Linked DNA regions of Mus musculus: regions 1 and 3 are each linked to region 2. A link is a contact called in public promoter capture Hi-C data. All regions are on one chromosome and are shown on one strand. Each heading gives the region's core, a stretch centred on a gene start, on an enhancer-like site or on the middle of the called end of the contact. The rest is flanking DNA. Distances are from core to core; before and after follow the strand shown.

The links. Promoter capture Hi-C pulls out the DNA fragments that hold promoters and counts their contacts.
Region 1: a contact with region 2 is called in a promoter capture Hi-C map of the HPC-7 cell line. The contact joins the promoter of Carhsp1 here to the enhancer-like site in region 2. A contact is called at or near these places in 21 of 39 promoter capture datasets (the 3T3-L1 cell line, 3T3-L1-derived adipocytes, the C10 cell line and 14 more), 1 of 15 datasets of contacts at CTCF or cohesin (large pre-B cells), 1 of 484 Hi-C or Micro-C datasets (bone marrow-derived macrophages), 17 of 115 datasets of contacts at active chromatin or transcription factors (the SCID.adh cell line, T-cell acute lymphoblastic leukemia, embryonic basal ganglia and 12 more) and 3 of 9 other capture datasets (adipose tissue, liver and pancreatic islet).
Region 3: a promoter capture Hi-C map of the HPC-7 cell line shows a contact between it and region 2. The contact joins the promoter of Tmem186 here to the enhancer-like site in region 2. A contact is called at or near these places in 13 of 39 promoter capture datasets (the C10 cell line, the HPC-7 cell line, cranial neural crest and 9 more), 3 of 115 datasets of contacts at active chromatin or transcription factors (embryonic stem cells, epiblast stem cells and stem cell-derived neural progenitor cells) and 3 of 9 other capture datasets (adipose tissue, liver and pancreatic islet).

What each region holds. Positions count from the first base shown.
Region 1 is chr16:8,670,558-8,675,249 of GRCm38.p6, forward strand. Carhsp1 (calcium regulated heat stable protein 1) reads right to left here and starts at 1,596. Exons shown (of 4, transcript NM_025821.2): 1 at 1,556-1,596.
Region 2 is chr16:8,453,471-8,458,189 of GRCm38.p6, forward strand. Gm30012 (a long non-coding RNA gene) reads right to left here. Exons shown (of 5, transcript XR_384641.4): 5 at 4,217-4,719. Among named protein-coding and RNA genes, the nearest start is that of Mettl22, 15 kb to the right of the region's middle. Within about 2 kb of position 1,896, at least 41 of the 459 cell types and tissues checked have an H3K27ac peak or open chromatin away from gene starts, as enhancers often do. A contact at or near this core is called in the HPC-7 cell line, memory CD8 T cells and regulatory T cells, where this site is marked.
Region 3 is chr16:8,635,679-8,640,175 of GRCm38.p6, forward strand. Tmem186 (transmembrane protein 186) reads right to left here and starts at 2,033. Exons shown (of 2, transcript NM_025708.5): 1 at 1,808-2,033; 2 at 1-714. The coding sequence starts at 1,810. The coding sequence ends at 67. Pmm2 (phosphomannomutase 2) reads left to right here and starts at 2,029. Exons shown (of 9, transcript NM_016881.3): 1 at 2,029-2,150. The coding sequence starts at 2,097.

The sequences.
Region 1 (4,692 bases), core at 346-2,845, 220 kb after region 2:
AATAGTGGCCCTAAGGTGTGCACAGTCACACTAGGAGAACCCTCCCCTCCCACAGCTGCCAGATATGAGGCACAAAGTCTTCCCCTTGCATTCGCAGGACTAAGAAAGCCAGCTCCCCCAACCCTAGGCTGGGCTGAAGTCAGCTTACTCTGACCCCAATTCAGCTCATGGTCACCCTGGAGGGTGAGGTGATGCAAGGGCACAGAGTGGCAACCAGGCTGTCGTCACCCAAGAGGCGATGATAGGGGGGAGGGAGGCCAAACTCTGAGGAGACCCCTGTCCCAGACCAGGGAATGGCTGAGCTGAGGCTTAAGGATCACTTAGGGACACAATGAACAGTCAGAGTCACAAAGCCGCTAGAGAAGGCCCTGTGGGAAAGTTCGAGCCTAATAGGACAAAGAACAGGAACATGGGACACAGATTGTAATTCGAGTTTTTAAGTGGTTTGAAGGATCTTGCTGTGGACAGTTCCTCTGTCTTAGTCTCCCCAGTGCTGTGAAGGAGAAGGAAGTTATTTACCGCAGCTGGCCTTGAACTAATTATGGAGCCACGATTGAACCTGAATCCTGAATCCTTTTTACCTCCCCAGTGCTGGGACTGCAGGCATAACCCACCACTACTGGTTTAATGACCAATTATTTTTCATTCTCTCCCTCTGGCTTCAGCTTGGAGAGAGAACATACTAAAAGCACCAAGAAGTAACAGTATGGTCAAGAGGGGAAGGTTTTTAAAAAGCCCCTATTTCTCCAGACACTTAGGCTAGCCAGCTCCCTCTATTCCAATCGGCGGGGAAGGGTGGGGGGGTCTCCTATTTTGCAAAGGGGCACCTCCATCTCTCAGAATCCAGGCCCTGAAGGAGAAGTGGGAATCTACAGCTGACCCTGCACAGACCTAAACTGCAACCTCAGAAAACTGTGAGCTCAGAGCCTGGTTTTTTTAAACAAAAAGCAAAACCCAACCTTGCATTTCCGGCCTGTAAACAGGACCGCCAGTCCCGGTGAAGTTTTCCTCTGTGCCCTAAGGCCCCCATCCTGGCGCAAACACCAAGCGAGCGCGCCCTGCCGCTCCTCCTCCCTACAGGCAGCCAACCGCGAGGGGTCAGGGCGGTTCCCCCTCTCCGGGCCTGGCTACTGTCCCGCCGCCCAGCATGCAGCTGGCGAGGCCCGGCCGTCGAGGACAGCTCCGCCTTCCTCTAGCCGCGAGTCTCCAGCACCTCCAGCCCGCCAGAAAACGCAGAGGGCGCGCCTCCTACGCTCAAAAAACAGGTGGCCCAGAGAGAAGTACTAACCGAAGTCAGACAAGTATCGGTGTTGTGGCCACACCCACCCGTCTCCCCTTGGGGACGGTGAGTAACCCGCGCTCCCCAAACTAGCCCGGGCGACTGGAGCACGTCCCGGAGGTGGGGGTGGGGGGGCACCCATCACGGAGCTGGAGAACGAGAAGGCCCCACAGAGGGGAAGCAAAGTGCAGAGCAGGCCTCGGCCCCGTCCCCGCGGCTCCAGAGATCCCGCGCACCATCACGCCCATCCCTAGGGTCCCAGGACCAGCCACTTACCTGGCGACACGTCCTACTCCTCCAGCTGCTGCTCTTCGACTGCAAGAAAAGATCGGGGACTTGGGGCGTGGCCGCGGGGCAGGGCGGAGTGTGAGACCACGCCCCTTGGAGCTCCGGGCCAATGGACGCGCGGCCCGGACCTTGGACTGGTCGGGGAGGAGGAGCGCGGCACAGCTGCTGCCGCAGGACCTTTGTGTTGATGCCCCGCGGGCGGGAGCCGGGGACTCGGCAGCGGCTGGAGGTGTTCTCCCCGCCACTCGCGGGTCTGCGGGCGCCCAGTGCCGGCCCGGTGCCCGGGAAAGTGGCACAATCGGGTCTCGGCGTGCTGTGCCTGCCACTCCCCAGCACAAGTCCGGCCCCAACCTGCCCTTGACTCGAGATAAGCGGGCGCCTTTTTTTTTTTTTTTTTCAAGAATTAAGAGATAGAAGGAAGGCGAGAGACAGAAAGGGAAATATAAAAATGAGAGGAGGGAGGAGTTGTTTTGTTCGTTTTCTATTGTCTAATTGATTTATTCTTCGTGGGCTGATTTTGAGACAGGATAGCCTCAGACTCCCTAATGGATTTGAGATGGGTGTGGGCACCAACCCCATGTTTTTTCAATTTTTATTTCTACTGAATCCCTGAAGCTTTATGTACTGGCTGGTTTTGTGTGTCAACTTGACACAAGTTAGAGTCATCCGAGAAAAAGGAGCCTCAGTTGAGGAAATGCCTCCATGAGATCCAACTATAGGACATTTTCTCAATTAGTGATCAATGAAGAAAGAGCCCAGCTGGTTGTTGGTGGAGCCATCCCTGGGCTAGTGGTCCTGGGTTCTATAAGAAAGCAGGCTGTGTAAGTCATGAGGAGCAAGCCAGTAAGCAGCTGTCCTCCATGGCCTCTGTATCAGCTCCTGCCCAGTTCCTGTCTTAACTTCCTTCAATAATTAACAGAAACATGGAAGTGTAAGCCAAATAAACCTCTTTCTCCCCAGTTTGCTTTTTGATCAATGGTGTTTTCATGGCAGCAATAGAAACCCTTAAGATACTTTATCTGTGGAAGTAAATGGTGTTTCTTCCAATTTTCAGAAAAGGAAACTGAGGCACAGAGACATGCTGTGATCTATCTCCATGGCCAACAAAGAGAGCAAGCCCTCAGCGTGACCCCCCCCCCAGGGTCAAATTCATATTTCCTAGGTGTGGGAAAGAGGTTCCCTGTAGGTGTGGTAGGCAGCAGCCCCCAGTCTTCCAAGAGATAGCTCATCCCTACTGAGACCCTCTAGACCTACCCCCAGGGCATGCTGAACCATCAAAATCAAGAAAGCCAACTCCTCAGGCAAAGAGAAGGGCTCCCTCGGCTCTCTGGCAGGGGGACTAGAAAATGGTACAGTCACCATTCAGGAAGGAAAAAAAAAAAAAAAGACAGATGCCCAGGCACGTGCCCACGAGGAGACTGAAGTATATAGTCACACAAGCTTTTTGGACCCCTCCATGATCGGTTTATTTATTTTTGAGGCAGTCTTCTGTGACCCAGTATGATTATGAACCATGGCTGTCACCTTTACTGGATCTGCAGTCACCTAAAGAGACAAGTCTCTGTGTATATCTTCTTGGCTAGGGAAATTAAAACGAGAAGGGCCGCCCTAACTGGAGACAGCAGTAAAACCTTTTTGGGTTTCGCCAGCTTGCTTTCCTGTCTTCATGATGGGTGCATCTGCTTTGTTGCTGTTGCTGCTTCCACCATCCTTCATGAACATCAAAACCTAGCGTTTTCCACCTTCCAATCTGGACCAAAGACCAGCGACTCTCCTGGAATCCTCCCGATGTTTAGTGCTAGGTTGGGCATTCTGTGTTCCTCTGTTCTCCGCCTTCTGCTTTGCAGCAGTGTCTCTCACTAATCTAGAATCTTGCCATTTTAGCTCATCAGCAAGCTCTCAGGAGTCACTCATCTCAACCCCAGTTCCCAGCGTTGCAAGCATGTGCAGCTATGCCTGGCTACTCCTGTGGGCACTGAGGGCTCCCGCTCAGATCTGTTGCCTGTAGAGCATGCACTGTAACGCACTAAGCCGTTTCTCCCCTGGCCTATGTCACTTTATGCCAGACTTTGTGCTAGACGTCGGGACGTGAAATAAGCATCCAGCTTGTCTCCATCTGAGAGGGCAGAGACTTCGGATAAACACTAGGCAGGTCCTGCAGAACACTGGACACAGTCTCGGGGATATCCAAGAAAGGGGAACTACACCTAAACCCATTTCTCAGTTCCTGTCCCTCTCTCTCCTGTTCACGGCTCAACACCGCCCTCTAGAGGGAATTTGAAGACAGTGTGAGGGGGGTCCTCCTGATGAGGGGTTCCTGTTCCTGAGGTTGGTAGCCAGGGATGAGGAACAGGCTTGGGGTCTACAGACGAGGCCCCCAGCTCTGCTCCCACACTTGTATCTGTGGGACTAAGGACCTGTACAAGGCTGGACCCTACCTAATTGGACCCCACCAGCTTTTACGTCTAATTCTGAAATAGATATATCAAGACAATTTGTGGATTTTCCAGGGAGGCTGGGGCCAGCTAGGCTGAGATGTTTCTATGATGTGGGACCCATGACAAGGAATCAGTCTTCCATCTTCCGGGTCCTGTAAACCCAGGCACCAGAAACAGGAAACCACTGCAATAGTCAGGTGTGTGTTTGTTTGTTTTGGTTTTTCGAGACAGGGTTTCTCTGTATAACTCAGAAATCTGCCTGCTCTGCTTCCCAAGTGCTGGGATTAAAGGCGTGCGCCACCACCGCCCGGCTTGTTTATTTTTATAAGATGGACTCTCATGTCATCCACACTAGATTCAAACTCACTATATAGCTGAAGATGAGCTGGAATTTCTGATTTTCCTGACCTGAAACTCAAAACAATCCTCCTGCCCCAGCATCCTGAGTTCTGAGATTGCAAGCATGTACCACCATGCCTAGCATTCCTCAAATTCTCATGTGTGTGTAGGGGGGTGCGGGGGGCAGAGAGAGGGAGATTGGTGGTGGGTGCTTGTACCACGCATGCTCTGGAGGGTAGAGAACAACTCCCACCTTTACGTGGGCTCCAGGTCACCAGGCTTACATGGAAGCCTCCGCCCACTCTGAGCCTCTATTTGAGACGGGGTCTCATATAGCCCAGGCTGGCC
Region 2 (4,719 bases), core at 646-3,145:
CCCTAGCCTTGAACCTCAGGTGTACCTCCTCTTATCCTTCCATGCCTCCCTCAGCAGACTGGGAAATGGCCAACAAGCCCTGACCTGCCTTGACTCTGCCTGCCATGCAGACTCCCTACACTCCTCTTTTCTCTACTTCAGAAGCAGCAAAATGGCTCACAACAAGCCAGACAAAGAAAACTCCTGATCTTAAAGTTGCCTAATAGGGAAAGGGCTCCAAGTTAACATATGACCTGTGCAAATGATTTAAGTTAGGGTGACACCCAATAGAGGAATAGGATGAACCATAACCTCAGACCCCATCAGCAGAGAGCTGGGCTTGCCTTCCCACCCTGCTCCTAGAGCAGCAAAGATGGGACTTGGGCTTGACCACCCCGTTACATTTGGGACCCAAAGGGTCCAGGTTCTAAGACAGCGCACACCCAGGCACTAATCTGCTGCTTCACTTTGTTCCTAAAGAGTCCCAGACAGTCGGGTGCTGTTTGTCTCCTGTATGGATAGGAAACTGAGTCTCTGAGACACTAATAACTGGCTCTACCCCAAAATGCATAGCTTGTATTTTTAGGGAAGAGTCCCCAACTCCCAAACCCAAGACATTGTGTTTCCACCATGCTGTCTCCCCATTCCAGGTGCCTGAGGTCCCCTGTAACCTTACAGTTCAGGCTCTGCTGAAGTGGTGTGATCACTAGCAATCACAGCCAGTGGATTCTGGGTGGTTGGAACCAGCCCTGAGTTGGAGATTTCAGACACCGATGAGTGAGAGCAGATTAGAACAGAGTCGATAGGGTATATAAACCTTTGGGGGGGGGGGTGTACATCATTGGCTGAGGCCAGGGTGCTAGGATTGCCTCACTTGCATGAGGAGGAATTCCAGGTACTGCTGGACATGACTTTATAAGGGGAAAGGAGGTTTATCCTGACTACCAACTGGCTAGGTGACCACCAACGGTGGGGCAAAGGTGGAGGCACAGGGCTAAGTGCGCTAGGACACGCGGGGCAGGGCAGGAGGTGAGCAATCCTACTCCTGCAGATCTCCAGCCAGATTTCCAAGGTTCGAACAGGTCTCAACCTCACTCTTGCTCCAGGCCTGCTCCCCACAGGTCTCTGACTCCGCAAACTCATATTACCCCATCATTCCAGCCTCTGTGTAACCCCTTTATCTGTGAGGACAGTCAGTGCTATGAAGCCTGGTTGCCTGGGTCGTGTTCCCTGCGCAAAGCCTCCAGTACCCTCTAAGCTCCTCCAGTGCTTTCCCCGCGGAGCTCAGCATTGCTGCCTGGAACACATTTTCCCAACTGAGAAAGAAGAAATCAAAAATGTTGTTTTTGCACAAGCCACCTTTTCACCCATGGCTAAAATCCTCCCACAGAGCATTAATATCCAAAGCCATTTGGAAAGCAAGCTGGGAACTTGGCCTCCCGGAGACTGTAGTAACTGAATTTGCACCATGAGCCAGAAGTGGCCTGGCTGGGGACAGTGGGAATGAGAGGGCATGAGACAGGCATCTGGGGATTGGAGTTGCCCAACCCCCCCCCCTTCCCCACCAACAAGCAAGTGAGCCTCTGCTTCCTGATCTTCAAAAAGCTTCCCTCGGGGAAGCTGGGGAAAGTAGAGCTGACACCCCTTAGAACACAGCGGGGGCTGAGCCTGTGTGTCCAGCGGATGTGAGAGCCATTCCCTAAGCAGAGCACTGGTAGCTAACCGGAGAAGATGCGACCCTCCCTGCAAGCCTGCCACCCCGCCTCAATTAGATTTGGCTTGCAAAATGTTCCCAAGATGAAAGGAGCTGCCAGGGAGCCAGATAATCAAAGCTTCTTTGTGACCTGAAGTTCCTAGCCTATCACTGGCTGGCAAAGAGAAAATGAGAGGTAGAGAGAGAAGAGGAAATTACAAAAGACCACAAAACAGGATGAGCCTGGGCAAAAGCATCCCCGCCCACTCTCTGACTAGTATAGATAGGGGAGGTGTGGGGGAGAAGTGCAGGGTGAAGGCCTGGTATTAGCCTGTCCATCTCTCCTACATAGGGAAGCTGGCACTCAGCAAGAGTAAGGCTCACTCCCAGATCTGCCCAAGGCTCACACCTTGCCTTTCTTCTACTACTCGGGATGATCCTGACCATATTTTATCCCTTTCTTCAGGGTCTTTCCTGGCCATATTTTATTCCTTTCTCTGTCCTGAACTCTGCTTCCCATCTACCAAGTCAGTCAGCATTTTACACACACACACACACACACACACACACACACACACACACCTCAACCTGTCCCTGGATGTTCCTTACACGATGCCGCTATAGAATCAAGGGTTGTTGAGTAACTAGCTGATGGAGCTGCAGTTTTCTCAAGGATCTGTCCCCTGAGAGACTCCCTGCTCCAGTAGATGGCCTAAACCCATGTATACACAGCCAGCACTAGGTGAATTCAGCAGCTTGGGAGGCTTGGGGAAGGGAGGGGAGAGACAGAGCACGCAAGCATGTGAAGTTGAGAGGGAAGTGTGGAGGAGCAGGAGAGGAATCAGATGGGAGAGAATGGGAGACAGACTTGATCAAAGCGCATTCCATGCACATATGAAATTCTCAAACAATAAAGAATAAAAAAGAGAAGGAGATGAGAAAGCATGTCCAAGGAGATCCCTTGCCACCATCATCCAGGGGCCACGGATGCTTGTGGTCCACTGTGCTGCCAGGTAACTGGATATCAGGCTCACACTGCACATAGAATCTCAAGGGACCAGTTAAAGGTGGGCATGTGGCTCAGGTGATGGCATCGTGGCTTGGGAAGCTGGTGGGCCAAGCTGAAAAGGCTTTTCCTGAGGTGATGACTCGTCAGCTACGGTGTCCTAATTGGAAGCATTAGGACCAGAGTTTGGAGCCCCAGGATCCACATCAGTGCTGGTGGGCATGAAGACCTGCCTCTAAGTCTAAAGAAGACAGGATCCCTGAGCAAGCTGGGTAAGGAGACCAATGTGCCCAAATTCTCTGGGGCTGACTGGGAGACGTTGCCCAGGGCACAAAGTAGAAGGATGACTGAGAATTATCAGCATCAACCTCAGGCCTCTACATACTCACATACATGTGCCCACACACATGTGAAGCATGCATATTCACATATACACAGCACACATGGAAACAAAAAAAAAATCAATGAATATTTTTGTCCTGTGACATAAGTAAGGGAGTCTGGCCCTCCCTGAAACAGGCCTTGCAAGTATAAGAGCCCTAAATGGAGAGGGTTACAGGCAGGACAAGGTCCAGAGGCAGGAGGATGACTGTTAGCTTGTGTAAGTTATATTCTAACTAGTCCATTCTGTGGGATTTTCTATATGTCCCACTCCCAGCAATGTTCTGGGTACTTTGCAAGCACCAGCACAAACTACAAAGAACATAAAGTCTCTTTGCCTAATCTGACAATGTTAACCAGCCTTGGACCCACTACTCTCTCAAAAGTTTCAAATGGGACAACTTTGCACTCCCTTCAAGGAATGAGCTGGGCAGTGTTTAGAATGTGGCTGGGTCTGTGTCACTCCATCGCTCACAGGTAGGGAGTTATAGTGATTTGAACACATTATGTGTAGTACTTTGAGCTCTTCAAGAGGTCAACACAGCCTGAGACAGTGGGAAGTGGGGATAAGAACTCAGATGAGTCTGCCCATTACCCATCCCATTTGCTTCAAGTAAGTAACTGCATTATGGCCACCCTCAGAAACATTGTGCTGCAGTGAAAAGGAATGCCATTCAGTGAGCACAGCATAGAATGATTTCATAAAGATGAACCAAAAACTCCAACCATCCAAAAATGTGCGTGGAGTGATTCTTGTTAAACTTTAAAACAAGCAAGGCTGCACTATGCTGTGAGGCACATGCATAGACATAAATAGAGATTGGGTTTTGTTTGGTTTTTCTTTTTTGTTTTTTGTTTGTTTGGTTGGTTGGTTGGTTTGGTTTGGTTTGGTTTGGTTTGGTTTGGTTTGGTTTGGTTTGGTTTAGTTTGGTTTGGTTTTTTGAGACAGGGTTTCTCTGTGTAGCCCTGGCTGTCCTGGAACTCACTCTGTAGACTACGCTGGCCTTGAACTCAGAAATCCACCTACCTCTGCCTCCCAAGTGCCAGGATTAAAGGCGTGTGCCACCACTGCCCGGTCATGCATAGCGATAGTATAAAAACCTGCCAGCAACTGAGGACCCGGGGTGGGTTTCTAGAAAGGACATAGGAATAAGCAGAGGGCTCTTGGATGGATTGTCAGTTACAGGGGTGTTTATTTTGCAACTACCATACTTGTGTGCTATCTGTAACATTTTACTATTATTGGGTTGTATATTTCAAAAGATAGGATCTTATTGTATAGCCCAGGCTGGCCTAACATTTGCTGTGTAGTCTAGGCTGGCCTGGAACTCACAGGTCATTGCGATCTTTAATGGGAGAAATGTGTTCAGAGTGCCACTGTGCAACTGCAAATCAAAACATCCACAAAATAGCCCTACCTACCTTTAGAATGGCCAGACCCCAGAGCACTGGTGACATCATGTGCTAGCAAGGATGAGAGACAGCGGGAATGGCTGGTCATTGCTGCTGGAATGAGAAATGGCACAACTACTTTGGAAGATGAGTTGATTGTTTACAAGATTGAAAGCATCTTCCCACGTGATCCCAGTTGTGCCCCCTTAGTCTTTACTCAGATGAACATTTACTTCTACACACAAGCCAGCACGGTAACATTTATAGC
Region 3 (4,497 bases), core at 783-3,282, 180 kb after region 2:
GCTTTGTCTCATCCATGTCCTAGGCCTTCTGTCTAAAATCCAAGTGTAACGAGGGCTATGAGAGGCCTACTTGCTGTTCTTCAGTGTGGCCAGAGTTCCGAACACTTGTGCGAACCGTTCCCTGTCCAGGATTCGGCCATAGCGTAAGGTGAGGTAGAAGGTCTGCTTGCCACTGTACTGCTGGATGCGTACAAACACATCCTGAACCCGTTCCTGGGATTCTGACAGGGGTATCATGTCTGACACGGCACAGTACGTGTCCTGCCGCCAGCCCCAGAAGGTCAGGTGGGCCACTCGGAGCAGGGTGCCCGACTCGTTCACATACAGGATGCCCACCAGTCTCCGGAAGAAGTGGCTCATCCAACAGAGCATGGCCAGGGCAAAGCTGGCGACCCCACCCAGAAGGCACAGTGAACTGAGGGTCATGAGGCCTTGTGAGTAGCAATAGAAGCCCGGGGGCAGGGCCACCACAGTCACAGCTGTCTGGGCCAACTTCAGCCGCGAGAGGAACCCAATTGCTCGGATGGCTCGGAACCGGTAGATTGTATGGAATGTTTCGGTCTCGGTGCCTGGTGACTTCTCCCGTGAGTGGGGAGACCTGCTCCCCACCCACCTTTTGGAATCCCCCTGCCCAGAGCAGCACCATAGTCCCTGTAGAGGCCTCCTCCATGCAGTGGGCCCCTGCAACCTTGGCACGACTCGAAGGAGGAAAGCCTGGAAGAGAGAGGTTCATTTCAGAAGTCACCCATGCTAATCACACAATGAACAAGACAAAGCATCTCCCAGAAGGGCTTCAACCGCTCCTGGAAAGTCACCATGACTTCCAGAGGAAAGTGATAAAGCCAGACACTTAATTTTTTTTTTTTTTTGGTGGAATTCTATTCTAAATAGGTACCTTCTCCCATTTTTACAACTAAACAAACAAAACCCTAGTCGCAGTTAGTGAGATAGCCCATCTAGTACAGGTGCTTGGTACCAAACCGGGTAACTTGAATTTGATCCCTCAGGCCAACACGGTGAAGGAAGAGAAATTACTCACGCAGTACGTCCTGGAGCCCCGTATGCCAAAGCACAAGCATATGCACACAAACTAAACACACAAGATTAAAACAAAACAACAAAAACATTTTTAAGAACCTAAGCCCTCCCCCACCCCACCTCACAGCCCCAAGTACAGGGAAACACGGGCAGTCTGGAGCTCGGACGGGCCCTTCCTCCTAGGCAGGTCTAAATGAACATAGAAAACCTGTCGTTTCAGCTATTCACTAGAGACCGGGCAACAGCGGACTTGAAGGACCGCCCTTCCTTAAGGGGTAAATCAATCGGTGTCAGAACCCCACACAACAAAGCCGTGGGGTACTTATCACAGGACCTCTGCAGTTCTCCGAGTGCCTTGCGCGGCCAGAGAACCTCTTTGTATCATTAACCTGTCTGGGAAGGAAGCAGAGACGTGAGGCACGGAGGCCCTCAACACACTGCCTGTGGTTCTCTGGAGTGAGCAGATTCTGGGCTTTGGAGTCAAGAGGACACTAGCTGTGCATCCTTCTTCACCCTTCCAAAGAAAACCTCAGAATACGCTGAGGGAGACACGGCTCTTAAGCTCTGAACCGGGTGTGTACGTACGAAGTGGCAGCGACGCAGACCGTCCACGTGACCCAAGGGCCCGGGACAAAGCAGGAAAACAGCCCAAGCTAATAGACTCTGGCCTTCCACTGGCCGGTTTCCCGAATGGTCAGCCCAGGCGTCCTGCCTGCCAGTCCTAGACCCGACCGGGGACGGGGAGCGCGTTCCCTCCTGACATTCCTACCATGAGCCCGCCGCCTGCTACAGGACGCACGCTGTACTTGTCACCGGAAAGTTGAAGGGCGCATGCGCGGGCGGTTAAAAACCCGCATGCGCTAATTCAAAAAAAAAAAAAAAAATTACTATGGCTTGGGAACTGTAGTTCAAATTTTGTAACCGCCACCGGTGTTCTGTGAACCATTAGGGAATCTTCCCATGGTGCCTTGGAACTCCAGGGCTCGGAGCGGACCCGGAAGTTCCGGGTAGAGTTCCGGGTAGAGTTCCTGGTGCGGTCGAGGTTTCTGACTGGAGAAATGGCCACTCTCTGTCTCTTCGACATGGATGGGACCCTGACTGCCCCGCGGCAGGTAGGCGGCGCCCGGGAGGCTCGCGGTGGTGGAGCAGAGCCCTTGCTGCCCTAGACCGCGGTAACGACTGTCCGGGAACCAGGAGACGCGAGTCCTGAGCGGGGTCCTGAGTGGGGTGCGCAGGGAGGGGGCCCCCAAAAAACCTTCCGAGTAGGAAACGTGTTCAGAGTCTGAAAGTTCGGGCCTGAGTTTCTTCTCGGGCCCTCGGGGCTGGTGACCTGGCTTGAACTCCAGCCTCGGCCCTCTGACCTGCTGTTTCGCCTCCCCAGCCCTGTCACCTTTGGCTGTCTCTTCTAATATACCAAAGGCAGGTTCTCAGTCGTCTGACCTTCAGCAAATCTTTCTCGGAGCCCTTGAAGCCACTTTAACTGGGGCATTGCCTGTTGCTTGGGATGTTTTGGTGAGGATCACTGAAATTCATGACAGTTCCTCGCCAGATCAGGCCTCAAAAGTGAGCCCCTGCAGCAATGGGGACCCAGGTAGTAATAGGCTGTTTGCTGAAAGGATCAAGGATCCAATGGGACTTTGTTCCGCTAACAGATTTTGCTGTTAGGGCCAAAGATAAGTTTGTGTGGTTTCGTTGTGGTGATGACATTCTTTCTGCCTCCTATACACAAATTCGTGGTTGAGCAGAAATCACTCAAACTTGACACTGGGCTTAAATAGCTTGGGTGTCTCTGCCCCACTCCTTTTAGATTTCGTGGACTGTTCCAGAAGCCCATGTTAAGTGTGTGTAACCTTAGATATGTGAGTCTTATCTTTTTAATTTTTTTATTCCTTTGCAATTACATGTGTACAGTGTATCTGATCATATTCACCCCCAACCTTCCTGTGCTCCCTCTGGGGAACACCTACTCACACATCCCTCTTCCATTTTCATGTCCTTTTTAAAATTCTTATTTTAATACCTCACTAAGTCCAGTTAGTGCTACACACTAACACACCCCAAGTGATGGGCAACATATCACCCATGCTGGAATGTTAACTGACTTGATCTTGTGCAGGGAACCACAGTTGCTGAATTCATGCAGGCAACAGCCATATAATGTCCAGAAGACAGCATTTCATTCGCCACGCTCCTCCCCGTCCTCTGGCTCTTACATTCTTTCTGTCCCCTGAGCCTGGACAGGGTTGATAAAGGGCACTTATTCTTAGCACTTTGTCCAGGTATGCGTCTGCATTGACCACTGCCACTACAAAGAGAAACTTTTCTTACCAGGCTTGAGAGTGGCATTAATCTATGGATATAAACATAAATATTTAGAAGGCAATTTGACAAGATTTCCATTTAACAAAAAGAACACTAGTAGGTTTCCCCATAGTGCCTGTGAGCTCCTGAGTCATAGCTTTTGACCAAGTACTTTACCAGGCTGTGGAATAGATCTTTGTGTTTTGTTTTTTTCGAGACAGGGTTTCTCTGTATAGTCCTGGCTGTCCTGGAACTCACTCTGTAGACCAGGCTGGCCTCGAACTCAGAAATCCGCCTGTCTCTGCCTCCCGAGTGCTGGGATTAAAGGCGTGTGCCACCACTGCCCTGCTGGTTTTTTGTTTTTTCAAGGCAGGGATTCTTGGTGTAGCTTTGCCTGTCCTTGAATTATCTCTGTAGACCATGCTGGCCTCGAACTCATGGAGATCCCCCTGCCTCTGCCTCTGCCTTCTGAGTGCTGAGAATAAAGGCATTTACTGTCCAGCTGCTACCATTCTACCATAAGGAAACTGAAGTAAAACTATTAAGACGTGGCACCTCCGTTTCTTACGGCAGCTGTGCTTCAAGGACCTAAGCTCCAGGGCACTGTTGACGGTCTTGTTTGTCATTTCCTTTTCCTGTGCAAGGGTGGAGACCACTCCAGGTACTAGATAAGCTACTGGGAAAGTGCTTCCGTGTCCCTAGCTAAATGGCAGTAGATGGACATGAAGTATAAGATAGAGAAGGAGCCAGGTGATCCAGATGTGCTTTCAACCCTTAGAACACCATGCGGGCAGTGATCACAAGCAATTGTAACAATAAGAGAAAAGTAATTTAGAAGAGAAGTTTCCTGTATGTTGGGTTCTGCAATTAAAATATTCTAGCAACAGATCTATGTATCATCCGCCTTCCCTGTCTCATCTGTGTGCGTTATCAAACATCACTAATCACAGTGCAATCTGGAAGAGGAAGAACAGGTTATCTTTTATTGTGGTTGTTGTAACAGGATATGGCCTCTGTAGGCTCCACGTGATTAGCACGGACCCAGAGGTTTGCACATTTCCCTGTTTGTATAGAAGTCTGTCTTCCTGGGTGCTTTCTTCCCTACCCCGTAACTTGAGATAAGATTCAGAACAAAAGAAGACAAATGGATTCAGGCCC